Linked DNA regions of Sus scrofa: region 1 is linked to region 2. The links are chromatin contacts, called in public HiChIP or PLAC-seq maps. All regions are on one chromosome and are shown on one strand. The core of a region is the stretch at or near the end of the contact, and the rest is flanking DNA. Distances in the headings are between cores, read along the strand shown. Region 1 has its middle 79 kb from the start of PTPN1. Region 2 overlaps LOC110257431 (a long non-coding RNA gene).

What was found. HiChIP or PLAC-seq counts read pairs in DNA pulled down with a chosen protein or histone mark.
Region 1: an H3K27ac HiChIP or PLAC-seq map of skeletal muscle shows a contact between it and region 2. The contact joins two enhancer-like sites. A contact is called at or near these places in 2 of 2 datasets of contacts at active chromatin or transcription factors (alveolar macrophages and skeletal muscle).

The regions. Positions count from the first base shown.
Region 1 is chr17:51,935,136-51,941,755 of Sscrofa11.1, forward strand. No RefSeq gene overlaps it. Among named protein-coding and RNA genes, the nearest start is that of PTPN1, 79 kb to the right of the region's middle. Within about 2 kb of position 4,341, at least 31 of the 83 cell types and tissues checked have an H3K27ac peak or open chromatin away from gene starts, as enhancers often do. A contact at or near this core is called in skeletal muscle, where this site is marked.
Region 2 is chr17:51,804,895-51,811,688 of Sscrofa11.1, forward strand. The region is part of intron 1 of LOC110257431 (a long non-coding RNA gene); the gene reads left to right. It overlaps LOC110257356 (a long non-coding RNA gene), which reads right to left and starts at 569. Exons shown (of 3, transcript XR_002339850.1): 1 at 1-569. Within about 2 kb of position 3,732, at least 13 of the 83 cell types and tissues checked have an H3K27ac peak or open chromatin away from gene starts, as enhancers often do. A contact at or near this core is called in skeletal muscle, where this site is marked.

The sequences.
Region 1 (6,620 bases), core at 3,091-5,590, 130 kb after region 2:
AGCCAGAATGGAGGGTGAGCTTTAGCTCTACGAGCAAAGACCCTGGCTGGGCCTGTGCGGGGAATGCCAAAAGATTTCTGGCATCACTTTTTTTAAAAAAAAGTTTATGGCCACACCCACAGCATATGGAAGTTCTGGGTCAGGGGCTGAATCTGAGCCACAGCTGCAATAACACTGGCTCCTTTAACACACCGTGCCAGGCTGAGAGTGAACGTGCTCCTCCGCAGCAAGCCAAGCTCCGCTCTAGGCCTCACCCGCGGCATAAGGAAGTTCTGGGGATAGGAATGGAATTGGAGCTGCAGCTGCCGGCCTACACCACAGCCACAGCAACGCCAACTCCAAACCACATCTGTGACCTATGCAGCGGCTTGCAGCAACACTGGATCCTTAACTCACTTAGTGAGGCCAGGGATTGAATCCACATCCTCATGGACACTATGTTGGGCTCTTAACCCACTGAGCCACAAAGGGAACTCCCGCAGTTGGATTCTTAACCCACTATGCCATAGCAAGAACTCTTGGCATCACTTTTTTATTTCTTCTCCACCTATGATGAAAGAATAGCAGACAGAAAAAAGATGACAAGGATATCATTTCTGTTTGTCTTAGCCTTGTAGTTTACCCAGTTTTGCAGGGACTGAGTTAGAGTTGGAAACTCATGCCTATTAGAACACAAGCCCTGTCTTCACTCCACAACCAGAGGCCAGCAAGTCAGCCTGGATGTTATTATCCAGGTGTAGGTGCATCTCCCTGACCACTGACCACATCCCTGGAGAGGAGGACCTGTCTGCCTTACCCAGACAGTGTAGTACTGCCAGTACCCAGACAGGCCTCAGCACACAGTAGGTGCTGAATAGACAAATCTTGAATGAATGGATGAATAACAAGAGTCAGTTTTCACGCTTAGGAAGGAAACTTGGAAGCCTGAAAGTAACATGTATTGATTCTACCAATATCGAATGCCTATGATGCTCCAGGCCCTGTTTTAGGTTCTAGGGTTTCTGTAGGCTAGATAACAAACCACATTCCTGCCCTCAGAGTTGGGGGGGGGGTGGACAATAAATAAGAAAACCATAAAATATTAATATAACATAATGTGATATAATATGATACCAGGTAAGTGTTTTAGGAAGAAATGTAAAACTGGGTAAGTGACTTAGAGATGCTTATTTAGAAAAATGGCCGAAGAAGTCCTGTCTGAGAAGGGGACGACTGAGCGGAGATCTGGACTAGGTAAGCTGAGCAAATATCCAGGAGAAGTGTATTTCAGGCAGAGGAAAGAGCCAGTGCAAAGGCCCTTAGGTAGGAATGAGCTTGGCATGTGCTATTTGCAACGAGGCAGCCAGGGAGGCAAGGGTTACACCAAGTTACCCAACTTCAGCAAATCTACAGAACACTGAACTGGCAACTGGCAGAAACAGTGGGATGGGGATGGGCTGAGTGCTTCACTCTCAAGCTTCTCTGGAAAAACATGATGTCAGGGACAGACAGTAAATCCTGACGCGTCCCCCAAAACAATGGGCCCGTGAAACAAGCGAAGTGTCAGACTGAAAGTAAATGGCCAAAGGGCTGGGGCACGGGTGGCTCATATGGAATTTGTTAACAGATCTGTGTTTGAAAAAGAATTTCCCAGTTAGGGGCAGAAGCTTCTGGCCAGCATCAAAAAGATGTTTGTTGTGGTGCCTCCGTGCAGACATGAAAAATGAAGATTTGCAGCCTAACTAGAGATGTGGAAAGATGTACCCGATATGTGGAGTGAAAAAAAGAGGTCACAGGATAGTGTAATATATTGTAAAATTCCTTTAGGGAATTCTCCCATTCATTCATTCTTTCGGAAAATATTCATTGTAAGCCTACTGTGTGTTGGCACTCTGCTGGGTGTGGGGGACACAGTTGTGACCCTCCCTATCTCTTGAAACTCACTGCACAGTGGAGAAGGCAGCTAATGATCAGATTATCTGATCAGCAAATATAAATACATCGTCATACGCTTCGGTCGGGGCTAAGGAGAAAAGACCCCTAGGACTGCAAGGTGCGCACAGACATCAGGTGATGGAAAAGCCTGTGGGGATGTGCTCTAAAATGCTAAAGGGGCCGTGAGATCTCGGGTGATTCTGCCTTTCTTATCTCCCCCTTTCTTTCTTTCTCTTTTTCTTTTTAGGGCTGCACCCGTGGCATATGGAGGTTCCCAAGCTAGAGGCTGAATCAGAGCTGCAGCTTCCGGCCTACACCACAGCCACAGCAACACAGGATCTGAGCTGCATCTGGAACCTACACCACAGCTCGCAGCAATGCTGGATCCTTAACCCACTGAGTGAGGCCAGGGATCTAACCCACATCCTCAAGGATCCTAGTCAGGTTCATTAACCGCTGAGCCACGACGGGAACTCCTTTTCCCCTTTCTTTTGATTGTATATTCTAATTGTTTTAACAATGTCATATTTTATAATTGAGCGAACTGAAAAACACCAACAAAACCAAAATGAATAGAGGGGTTAGAGACTATGTGTCCTAAAAGGATTTAACCGCAGGAAAAGAAGGAAGGACAGACGTGTGAGAAACTGCTCACTGTGTTGGCTTCTAAGAAAGGGAGACAGAGGCTGCCATCAGAGAGAGTCTGGCAGTTCACTGGATACCCTTCAAACCATTTCAATATACATGCATTAAAAAAAAAACCCAATAATAATGAAATAAACAAAGATTTTTTTTTAATGAAACTTCAAGTCAGGTTTTATTTCATGAAAGATCAAAAAGCAGGCATCTCCGCCCAAAGAAGTTAACTGAGCCAAATTTCCACAAAAATCTTTGAGTGTTTCTCTCTGGGTGACCTTCTTGTTTTCTTCTGCACTTTTCTGTGTCTCTTGTATTTAAAATTAAAAGAATAGAAAAGGCAAGAAAAAAAGACTATTTTGCCTTGTAAGCATTGTTTTGCTTAAGTCCCACAACAACTCTCTAACACTTAAATGTTTATTATCCCCATTTGACAGATGAGGAAACTGAGGTTCAGCTGGTGAAACCACTGGCCAGGGGTCACACAGCTGGATTTAACCCAGTTTTATCCAACCCCAAAGTCTGTTTTAAACCTGGATTCTCAGGTGCCCTTCAAAATGTCCTTCAAGGAAATTGCATTGCTTTTGAAAATCAGAAGGGGAGAAAACCAAACAAACCAAACAAGAAATATTACATTTTTTTCACCACTTATTCAAGCTGTGATGGGGCCTGAGACCAACTGGGCTTGGGCAGGGTTTCTCAGCAGGGGCACTGTTTGTTCTTTGGGTGGGGTGTTCCTTCATCGTGCCTGGCCATCCCCCACATGGCACGTCCCTACCCTCTCAGCACCAGCTGTGGCCCCCAGTCATGTGTCACCCAGGCCAAGGCTTCCCCTGTTGAGGACTTCTGGATGGGACCCTATGATGACAGTGAGTTCTTGCTGTGGGCCAAGCACCTCTCCCACACTGCAAGCCCCCTATCAAGTTGAGTCTCTCCCTGCACACCTGAGAGATAGGTGCCTTAATGGCCCCATTTTTCACAGATGAGGCTCAGAGAGGCTGGGTGAACTGTCCAAGGTGACACAGTCAGGACTCGGACCCAGGTCTTGTCCCCACACCATACAGTCTCCTCTTGGGGACCAGGCAGGCAGGTCCAGGAATATGACCCTCGGGTTGGGGTGATGGGGAGGGAGGGCCGGTGATCTGCAGTTCCAGGTTTCCAGGCCAGGCGGCCACCAAGCGCCACTGTCCACTCTCCGTCCGGCCAGCTGGGGCCAGGCTGGGCAAACTGAAGCCCCAGGCTGTGGGGCTGGGCGACCGGGAAAGTGTGCACTCCCTCCGCCTGCCCGGCAGCGGCCGCGGGTGGCCGTCCGCCAGGCCCCGCCTGACGTCAGGGTCTGACCAGGGACATAATGTGCTGGCGTCGGGACAAGGGCTGGAGGGAGACAGGGCCTGGAGGCGGGGCAGTCAGAGGGAGCAGGCGAAGTGGGGGAGAAAAGGAAAGAGAGAGAGGCAGACAGACAGACAGACAGAGGGCCAAACCTAGAGATGCAGAGAGGTGAAGAAGAGAAATAGAGAACCAGAAAGAAAGAAAGTGAGGGAGAGGGTGAGAGACACAGAGCAAAAAGGGGAAATTGAGGTGGAAAATGAGAGACTTGGAGATACAGACAAACATCAATAGAAAGTTGTTCAGAGAGAGTGGGGGGGGAGGGGGGAGAGAACAGAGGAGGAGGTGAGAGGCGGTGGGCCGGTGGGGTTAAGTGCAAGCTGGGGAGCCTCCAGGCCTGGGCTGGGATGTGGCTTCGCACCTGCCCACCCGACCCCCCCGCCTCCCGTGTGACTCAGCGCCTCTGATTCCTTTCCTGAGCAATGGGGCTCATAGTCACAGGCCTCGCTCCTGTGGGGAGGGGACAGAGCAAGGCTAAGGACAGTGGGAGTCCATCCACAGGAAGTGCTCTGGCAGAGCTCTGCAGGCAGTAAGTGCTCACTAAACTGCAGTGACAGTAAGAGGGGGTGGGGAGGGGAGGAAAGAGAGAAAGGGCGAGGTGAGGGCTGACCCTTGAAAAACAGCCCTCATTCCACGGCACCCCCTTCTCGGCTGCCCCTGAGCACCCCCTCTTCCATCCCTTGTATGACTCGGACACAAGGCCACTGGCACAGACCTTGGCCTGGCCTTGCCTGTCTCGGGGCCCAACCCCCTGTTTATGGGCTCAAGAAGGCCATGATCCCAGGGCCATCACGTCACCAAAGCCAAACAAGGCCAGGCCCTGCTCACTGCTGGCCTTCCAGCCTTGCTACCCCTTATCCAGCTTAATTATTAAAGAGCCCAGTGGGGCTGAGGGTCTGAGCCAGCTGCCCTCCCAGGTGTGGGCAGTTGTGACTGCATGTCCCTCAGCAATGCGGGGCCACACACTCTGGAGACCCCAGGTTACTCCTGCAAAGTGCCCTTTCCCTTGCTCCCCCTTTTCCCGGGAGCCTCCATCATCCTCCTCTTCATCCTCAGAGTGCCCATTTATTGAGCACTTACTGTGGACGAGACATGCTCCTTAATCCCCCTGACAGTCCCAAGACGGTGAGCTCTATTATTCCATTCTACAGGTGAAGAAACAGAGGCTCAGAGAGCTAGAGTCACTTGCCCAAGGCCAACTGCTAACTCGTTAAGTGGCAGAGCCAGGATTCCAACCCAGCCACCCTCTTGACCAGATAGCAGCTCCCGTTTCCTGAGAAGCTGCTGAGTGCCAGGCTCCGTGCCAGGTGCTTTACCCACATCATCTCTTTCAACCCCCAAGGTGGTAACTCTGAGGCAGCAGTTCTCAGCCAGGGGCCATTTTTGCCCCCCCCCCCCCACGGAGATTTAGGCTACATCCGGGGACATTCTGTGCTGTTACAACGGGGAAGATGTTCCTGGCATCTACTGGGTGGAGGCCAGTGATGCTGCTCAGTTCCCCTCGATGCATAGGACATCCCCGAGAATGCACAGCTGAGAATTATCCGGCACCCGATGTCAAGAGCACAGCAGCTGAGAATCCTGCTGAGGTGTGGTCTGTTGTGATCTCCGTTCTGCAGATGTAGAAACCGAGGCATAGAGTGTCACTGCAGCCCCTACCCGCTGACCCTGCTCTTCCCCATAAGACCCCACTGCCACTCCCCATGGCTCCTGCCCTTGGAGACCCCTGCCTCTGTTCCAGGCTCTCTCTGTAAGTCCTTGTTTGCCTAGTAAGAGCCATGCCTCACCCCTTTTTTACATATGAAGGCAGTGTTTTAATCACTGACTGAGGAAATAGTCATCCTGACCCCAGGATGGTCAGAACGCCTTTAAATGAACTTGTATTTTATTCACAGCGGCACTGAAGGACATTGGAAATTGGCCACACAGGGATTCAGGAGCAAAGATTGTCTGAGCACCTGCTAGACCTTGTCCTTGGTGCAGGAGATAACAGCAGAGAACCAGGGAGACCAGCCTCTACTGGGTCTTTAGGAGCTAATACTCTAGTGGAGGCAGTAGATAGTCAACAAGAAAGCAAATAAATAGTCAAGATAACTTCAGACGGTGTTCAGACTGTGAGGAGAAGGAAGGGCTGTTGTAAGGAGAGGGGTGTCCAAGAGGGCCTTTCTGAGGAGGTGAGGCCTGCAGGATGACGAGGACCTAGCCCTGGGAGGAAGCAGGGTGAAAGGTTCTGGGTGGGGGGAATCGCATGTGCAAAGGCCCGGAGGCAGGAGCATGCTTGGAGTGTTGAGGCACAGCAAGGAGGCCTGTGGCTGGAGAGGAGGTGAGAGAAGTAACAAGCACACAGATGTGCAGGACTGTGTGGCCACTGTAAAGGGCTTTGCATGGGCTCTGAGGGACCTGGGGAATATGGGACACTTTTAAGCAGAAGAGGTACAGGACCTGACTTAGGTTCTAATAAGATCCCTCTGGATTCTGTGATCTGCTGAATAATGCCCCCCTTCCAGCGATGTCCACATCTTAACCCCCTAAACCTTTGAATGTTACTTTATATATGGCAGAAGGAACTTTGCCGCTGTGATTTAGTTAACGATTTTGAGGTGGGAAGATGATCCTGGATTATCTGAGTGGGCTCAGTGTGATCCCAGGAGTCCTTCCTTAAAAGATGGAGGCAGAAGGAAGTT
Region 2 (6,794 bases), core at 2,482-4,981:
CTTGCCTCACTTCCTCACTCCCTAGTGATGTTTCTGGGATCGTCTCCTAAATAAATGGCCTGCACCCAAACCCTTGTGTTGGGCCGACTTCACCCTCCTAAGCCAGCAGCTGTACCGGTCTGAGGTTAAGAAGTCTGGAATCAGACAGGCCTAGGTTTGAATCCTGGCACTGCCACTGACCTTGCCTGTGACCTTGAGAACCTTCCCCCTCTCTCGGAACTTCAGTTCCTTCATCTATGAAACAGGAACTAAGGACCAGAGAACCAAATGATGACAAGAGGGATGGGGGAGTGTGAAATGATGAGGACCAGCCGCGGGGCCCACAGGTGATGCTGGGTACCATCTCTGAAGGCTTCTAGGTGGGATGAATAGGAGCTGGGTGGTGGTGTAGACAGGGCAAGAGGGAAAAGGAAACAGCCTGGACAGAGGTGTGGAGGAAGAGCTGGCTGAGAGTCCTCTTCAGCCCTGTTTGGCTGGCAGGGAGGTAGATGGGTGGGAAGGACAGACAATTCTGCTGCCTCTGGGGATTCCAGGGAGCCAGGGGGATGCTTAGAGTACAGCAAAGAAGAATGAGTTCCTTCACTGGGGGTGAGAGGTTGGGGGGGGGGGTCCAAGGGAGCTGTATCTGCAGGGCTTTCGCCAGGGAGATAGCATCTCGTTCCTGGGGTCCCAGATGCTAGGGCCACCTGTCCGTGGGGTCTCTTCACTGATTCTGTGCTTGAGGGGTATAGGGGACGAAGTGTTTCTTGCACCATGGGTTGGGCCTTGTGCCCAGGAGGGAACCCCTGCCCTCACCACAAATGTGGGGTCTTCCTTGCTGCAGTGATTAATGGTGACTGCGGCTCCCTGGCTCCCCAGGCTCCAGACCTGGGTTTCCTTCTCCTGCCCCATGACTAGTCTACACGAGCTGTCAGATCTGCAGGGGGCCACCTCCACTACCCCACCCTGGTCCAGCACCACCTTCTTCCGAGAGACCTTTGCGGTTACCTCTTTGTTGGACTTCCTGCCTCTGTTCTTGCCTCCTAAGGCAGAGAGAGTCCCTTAGAACTCAAGACAGAGCCTATCCCTCCTCTGCTCAGAACCCTCCATGGCTCCCACTGCTCTCAGAGGAGATGCCAAAGTTCTTACAGCAGCCACAAGGCTCTGGGGGATCACCCCTCACCACTGCCACTTCCAAGACCTCTCTAACCTCACTCCCTCTTCTACCCTGGCTCACTCGCTCTCCCCCATTTTCTGCTCAGCTGTAGCCACACTGACCTCCCTGTGCCACAAACACACTAACACAAAACTCCTAATTGTGCTGCCTCAGGGCCTTTGCACTTGCTCTTCCCTCTGGAATAGAGAGCCCTCTTCCTTCAGCTCTCCCTGCGGCTCTTCTCACAGTCATCCCTTAGAGAGGCCCTCCCCGGCTAGCCCCTCATTTCTGTCACCTCATGCTGTTTCATTTTCTCCCTAGGACTTAGGGCTTATTCTGGAAGACTACCCAGCTTGTTTATTCCATTTCTTGTCTGTCTTCTTCCACTGGCATGTCACCATCATTTGGGGGGAGTCATGTCTGTATTGTTCATTGCTATACTCAGCTTTCAGCCCATGGCCTGTACAGAGCAGGTGCCCAATAAACACTTGTAAATGAATGAATGAATGAATGGTTCTTTGACAGATGAGACAGCTCAGTTCCAGAAAAGCCCCAGGGGACTCACAGTCTACTGTTCTTTCTCCTAACTCACCTTGGTCTCTGGAGCAATGAGTTGCCAGTATAGCCACAAAGAAGACATGCCAAGTTTGGGGTCCTGGGTGCAAAACCCAGTTTCTGCATGTGTTGTCTTATGCTGTGGGGCTGTAAGCAAGTCAGCTTCCTTCTTGCAAGATGTGTCACTTGGAGGTATCAGAAACAAAGGATTGAGGTGCCGATGGGATGGGATAGTGTGTGTAAGGACTTGGCCCATAATAGGTGCTCAGTAAATAGGAGTGGGGTTGGCTGTGGGGGAGGCTCTGGTTTGCAGTCCCTTCCCCCTCTGCTCCAGGGCCTGTAATTACCACTCACCCTGGTCAGTGGGCTTGAGAGATTCCATGTGTGGGCAGGGCTGTGGCCAGGGTACTCGCCTGGCCTCCTGGCGGGTCCCACGGGCACTGTCCGGCCCAGGCCTCGTGGCTGACATTCCAGGCACATTTCCCAGCCCTAAGGCTGCCACAGGCCAGCACAGACGGGGGTGGGGGTCGTAGGCTTCAGGCTGGACAAAGCAGTCGGTGTCCCAGGCTGGGCCTTCTGTCTGCCAACTTCCTGCTGGGCCTCCTGTGGCCCAGACTGGCCTCCAAGTCCTTCTTTCTGCCCCCATCACCTCTCATCCACACTGGCCCAGAAGCTTCCAGCCCAGCCCTCTAGAAATTGCCTCTATACTCAGCCATGGGCTCCTGTAAAACTGTGGATGTGCCCGCTTGCTCCACTGCTGAGCAGATCCCCAGTGCTCTGCCAGTCAACCTTAAGTCCTTCCCTTGGCTCACAAGGCCCTGTATCAGAGGGCCCTCCTCGCCTTCCCCTCCTCCTCATTCACTCTTCCAGTCATATTGGTCTCCCTGTGTCTCTGAAATGACCCAAGCTCATGCTGCCTCAGGACCTTTGCACTGGCTGTCCCTCTGTCTGGAACACTCTTCTCCCGAGTGTCCACAGGGTCTCTCCCCTTCCTACCTAGTATTCCATGTCCTCTTCCATGCTTTATGTTCCTCTGGGGTGCTCATCACCTTCTGACATGCTGTAGATTTTACTTGTCCATAAGTACAAGGATTTTTCTATGTTTTGTTCTCTGGTATATCTCCAGTGCCTAGCACAGTGCTTGGAACATAATAGGTGCTTGATAAACGGTTTTGTTTTTTTTTTGTCTTTTTTTTTTTTTTTGTCTTTTCTAGGGCTGCACCCGCGGCATATGAAGATTCCCAGGTAGGGGTCTAATTGGAGCTGTAGCCCCTGGCCTACACCACAGCCACAGCAATGCCAGATCCTTAACCCACTGAGCGAGGCCAGGGATCAAACCTGCAACCTCCTGATTCCTAGTCAGATTTGTTAACCACTGAGCCACCACGGGAACTCCATTTTTTTTTTTTTTTTTGATAAACATTTGTTGAATGACAGAGTCCCCATTGTGGCTCAGCAGATGTGAACCTGACTAGCATCCATGAGGACACAGGTTTGATCCCTGGCCTTGCTCAGTGGGTTAAGGATCCACTGTTGCCGTGAGCTGTGGTGTAGATCACAGACGTGGCTCGGATCTGGTCTTGCCATGGCTATGGGGCCAGCAGCTACAGCTCTGATTCAACCCCTAGCTGGAAACCTCCATATGCTGCAGGGGTGGCCCTAAAAAGCAAAAAAAAAAAATTAAAAAAATAATAAAACAACATTTGTTGAATGACTGAATGAACAACTCTATGAGTTGTTGGCAGATAAGGACACTAAGGTCCCTGGGGGTAGGTGACCAACCCAAGTCCACATGGCTAGTCCGGGATTAAGCCAGGAGAGGAGTCCAGGCACATCCTGGAGCTGGCATCTTGGAAGCTGCTTCAGGAGAATAACAACCAGGACCTAGACCCTAGCGGTGGATCCTGATGATTCTGCTGCCCTGCCAGCCCCAGGCCGGGCAGTACTTGGGCTGGTCCAGGAGTCCCGGCTTGTCTGCCCAGGCATTCCAGGCTCCAGCCCAGGCTCTGAGCTTTCTATTTTGAGCCTCCTAGTCCCAAGGACTCTGTGTTCCCAGCAGGCGGCGCGGGCCAGAGGCTGAGCCTGGGTGTGGCTGTCATCCTATCTGGGGCCTTGTGGTGGCGGGAGCTGGAGCTGGAGCCCCGCCAGGGAACCCCAAGGACCCAATTCCTGGGTCTTTAACCTTCTGGTGGCTGAGGCCTCTGATGCAAGTCTTATTCTCTGTCTGACTGGGCCCTGTTCAAGACCCTGCCATGGGATCTTGCAGGGGAGGCATTAGCTTATCCCACGGTGGATCAAACCCCTCTGATTGTCCCCAGGATTTCAGGGCCCATTAGAGTTCTGGCGCTGCCCCTTTACAGATGCGCGACCTTGAGCAAGTCGCGTCACCTCTCTGAGCCTATTTCCTTATCTGAAAAATGGGACAATAAGAGTACCTATTTCCTGGGATTGCTGAGGATACTCAGTGTGACAAAATCAATGAAAGTGCCTTGCACTCAGGAAGAACACAACAGGTAACCTCCCCCCCCGGGCTGGTGGGGGGAATTTTTTTCCTTGTGTACTCCAAGTTATTTCTCCCCCTGCCCTCCTCACCACCTGGTACATTTGTATTAATTTGCTTGTTGGTTGCCTGTCTGCCTCCTCGTTTACAATATCAGCTGTACCGGGGCAGGGACTTTTGTTTGCCTTCTTCATGACTGTGTGCCCTGTACCTTACACAGCACCTGCCAAACAGTAGGTGCTCAATAAATGTTTTTTGAAAGAATGAATGAATAAATAAATAATGACCCCCTTGGGGAACACAGACCCTGAGGTCAGACAGTGTGTCCTCACCCCCGCCCCCGTCCCTGGCCCAGGGAGTGGGGCACTTAGGGTCCTTATGTGCTTGTTGGTACCAGGTGACCCTGCTTAATCTGATCCAGCAGCCAGCGAGGCTGTCCTAAGTCAGCATCATCTTCATTTCACAGATGGGAAGAATGAGGCTCAGAGAAGGGGAGCCCTTGTCTAATATCACACAGTGGTCAGTTCCTGAGCCAAGATTCCAACCCAGAACTGCATGGGGGATGGATAATTTTTTCCCTGGAAGGAGTCAGTGGTGATAGAGAGCATGTTGGGGCTGGGAAGGAGTCCCAGGGAGGGAGAGAGGATGGGAGATGTGTTATTCCTCTCCAGATCCATCTCTCTTCGTGTCTGTTTCTCTTTTGTCTCCCTGGGCCCTTCTGTCTCTTTGTCTTATCTCTCTCTGCCTCTCTGCCCCCCCCACCTCTCTCTCTCGTCTCTTGCATATTTGACCCACTGTCCAGGAGGGGGTGCAGGCGGCAAACCCCTGGCTTGGGGAGGATTGAGCTGAGGATCTAGAGCCAGACCCCGCTCCAGGTCCAATGTGAGCTCCAGGGTCTTGGTCTCAGTCTCCAAATTTCAGAGTATAAAGAGCCCCAGGCTCAGTTTCAGAAATCCCAGCTTTGTCATATCCCAGCTCCACAGCCTTGGTCACTTAGCCTCAGTTTCTGTAAAATGGGACCATAGACAGACCTATCTCATAGGGTTTTATAAGGAGGAATGATGTGAGGGCCATTTCTGGCTTCCTGAAACCCCAAGTAACAAGGGATGCATTCAGCAAATAGCTAATTGCAATGCTTTCTTTTTAGGAGGCGAAGAAAGTGAGACTCAGACTCATTTCACTCTTTCATCAAATATTATTGAGCATTTACTATGCGCCACGTCTCTAATTTGCATTCATTATCCCCAGGGTTGACAAACCATAGCCCTCAGGTCAAATCTGTCCCACAACTTGGTTTTGTAAATAAAGTTTTATTGGCACATGGCATGGCCATTCATTTACTTATCATCTGTTACTGCTTTCACCCTACAACTACATGTTGAGTGGCTATGAGAGAGACCATACTACCCCCAAAGGTGAAAATATTTACTACCTGTTTTTTCACAGAAAAAGTTTGCCAATCCCTGGATTAACCCATCACACCCCTGAGAGGAAAAAGGGATTGTAACTTTGATTTTACAAATTAGAAACTAAAGTCTTTGCCAGTGACTCTCACAAGGCTGGGTCTTGATAAACAGTATCTGGGTCTTATTCCTCCTCCCTGCCCCTTAGGGACCCTCCCAACTCTCGTTCCCATCTTGCATGGCTGCCAAGTGGACAAGCCAATCCCTACAGTGGAAAGAATACTGTTTGAGGGTCAGATAGATCTGAGTTTGAATCTTGTCTCACACCCTGCTGCGACCCTCAACTTTCTTTCAGACTCCATCCAGGTTATGGGCGGGGGGAGGAATTTTTGCAAATCACAGCCATTGGCCAGATGGCTATTATGGCTGCAGTGAGTGGTGGAGCCTGAGGCATCAGAGGAAGAGCACTTACAGGCTAAGGAGAGGCTTTCTAGAGTTCCACATAAGTGGTGAGGGGATCTCACGGTCCCCTAAGCCTGCCCTGAAATCTTCGTCTCTCTACCTGGCTTGAGGCCTCAATCTGCTTCTTGACTGTAGCTCCCTCCTTCATCTCTCTCAAGCTCCTTTTCCAGCCTCCCTCCTGCTGAAGTTGGGGAGCTCCAGGTTTTCCCTCAGCCTTTTTCCAGGGGACCCCAAATCACTAAGATGCAATCCTTCCCACCGCCTGGAGGAGGTAACTCAGGAGCCTCTGGCTTCCCCATCTCAGTGCCCTGCCCTGCGTCGTCGTGATCAGGGGCTGCTGAGAAAGGCACTTAACTCTCCCCCAGTGGTCTTGCCCAAGGCCTGCTCTACGTCTGTTAGAGCAGCCTTCTAGAATGAATAATTCACTATTTTCCCAATGCTAAGTGACACCTTGGGCAAATTCCTTCACCCCCAGCTCTGTAAATGGGCTCTGGTGGTAGGTACCTACCCTGTCAGAAGCTGTGAGAATGAAGTGAGTCAGTGAGAGGGGGTGCTTGACCCTGAGCGTGGTGGGCACTCAGTACACATGCTTAGGGATTTATCTGAGGGTCTCCTGGATGCTCCCCGAGGCCACCCTGGTGCTGGAGTGAGGGGAAGAGGGGGACAAAGATGCCAAAGACACAGTTCTTGTCCTCATCTAAATGCTGGTGACTTCCAAATGCCTCTCTCCAACCCGGAC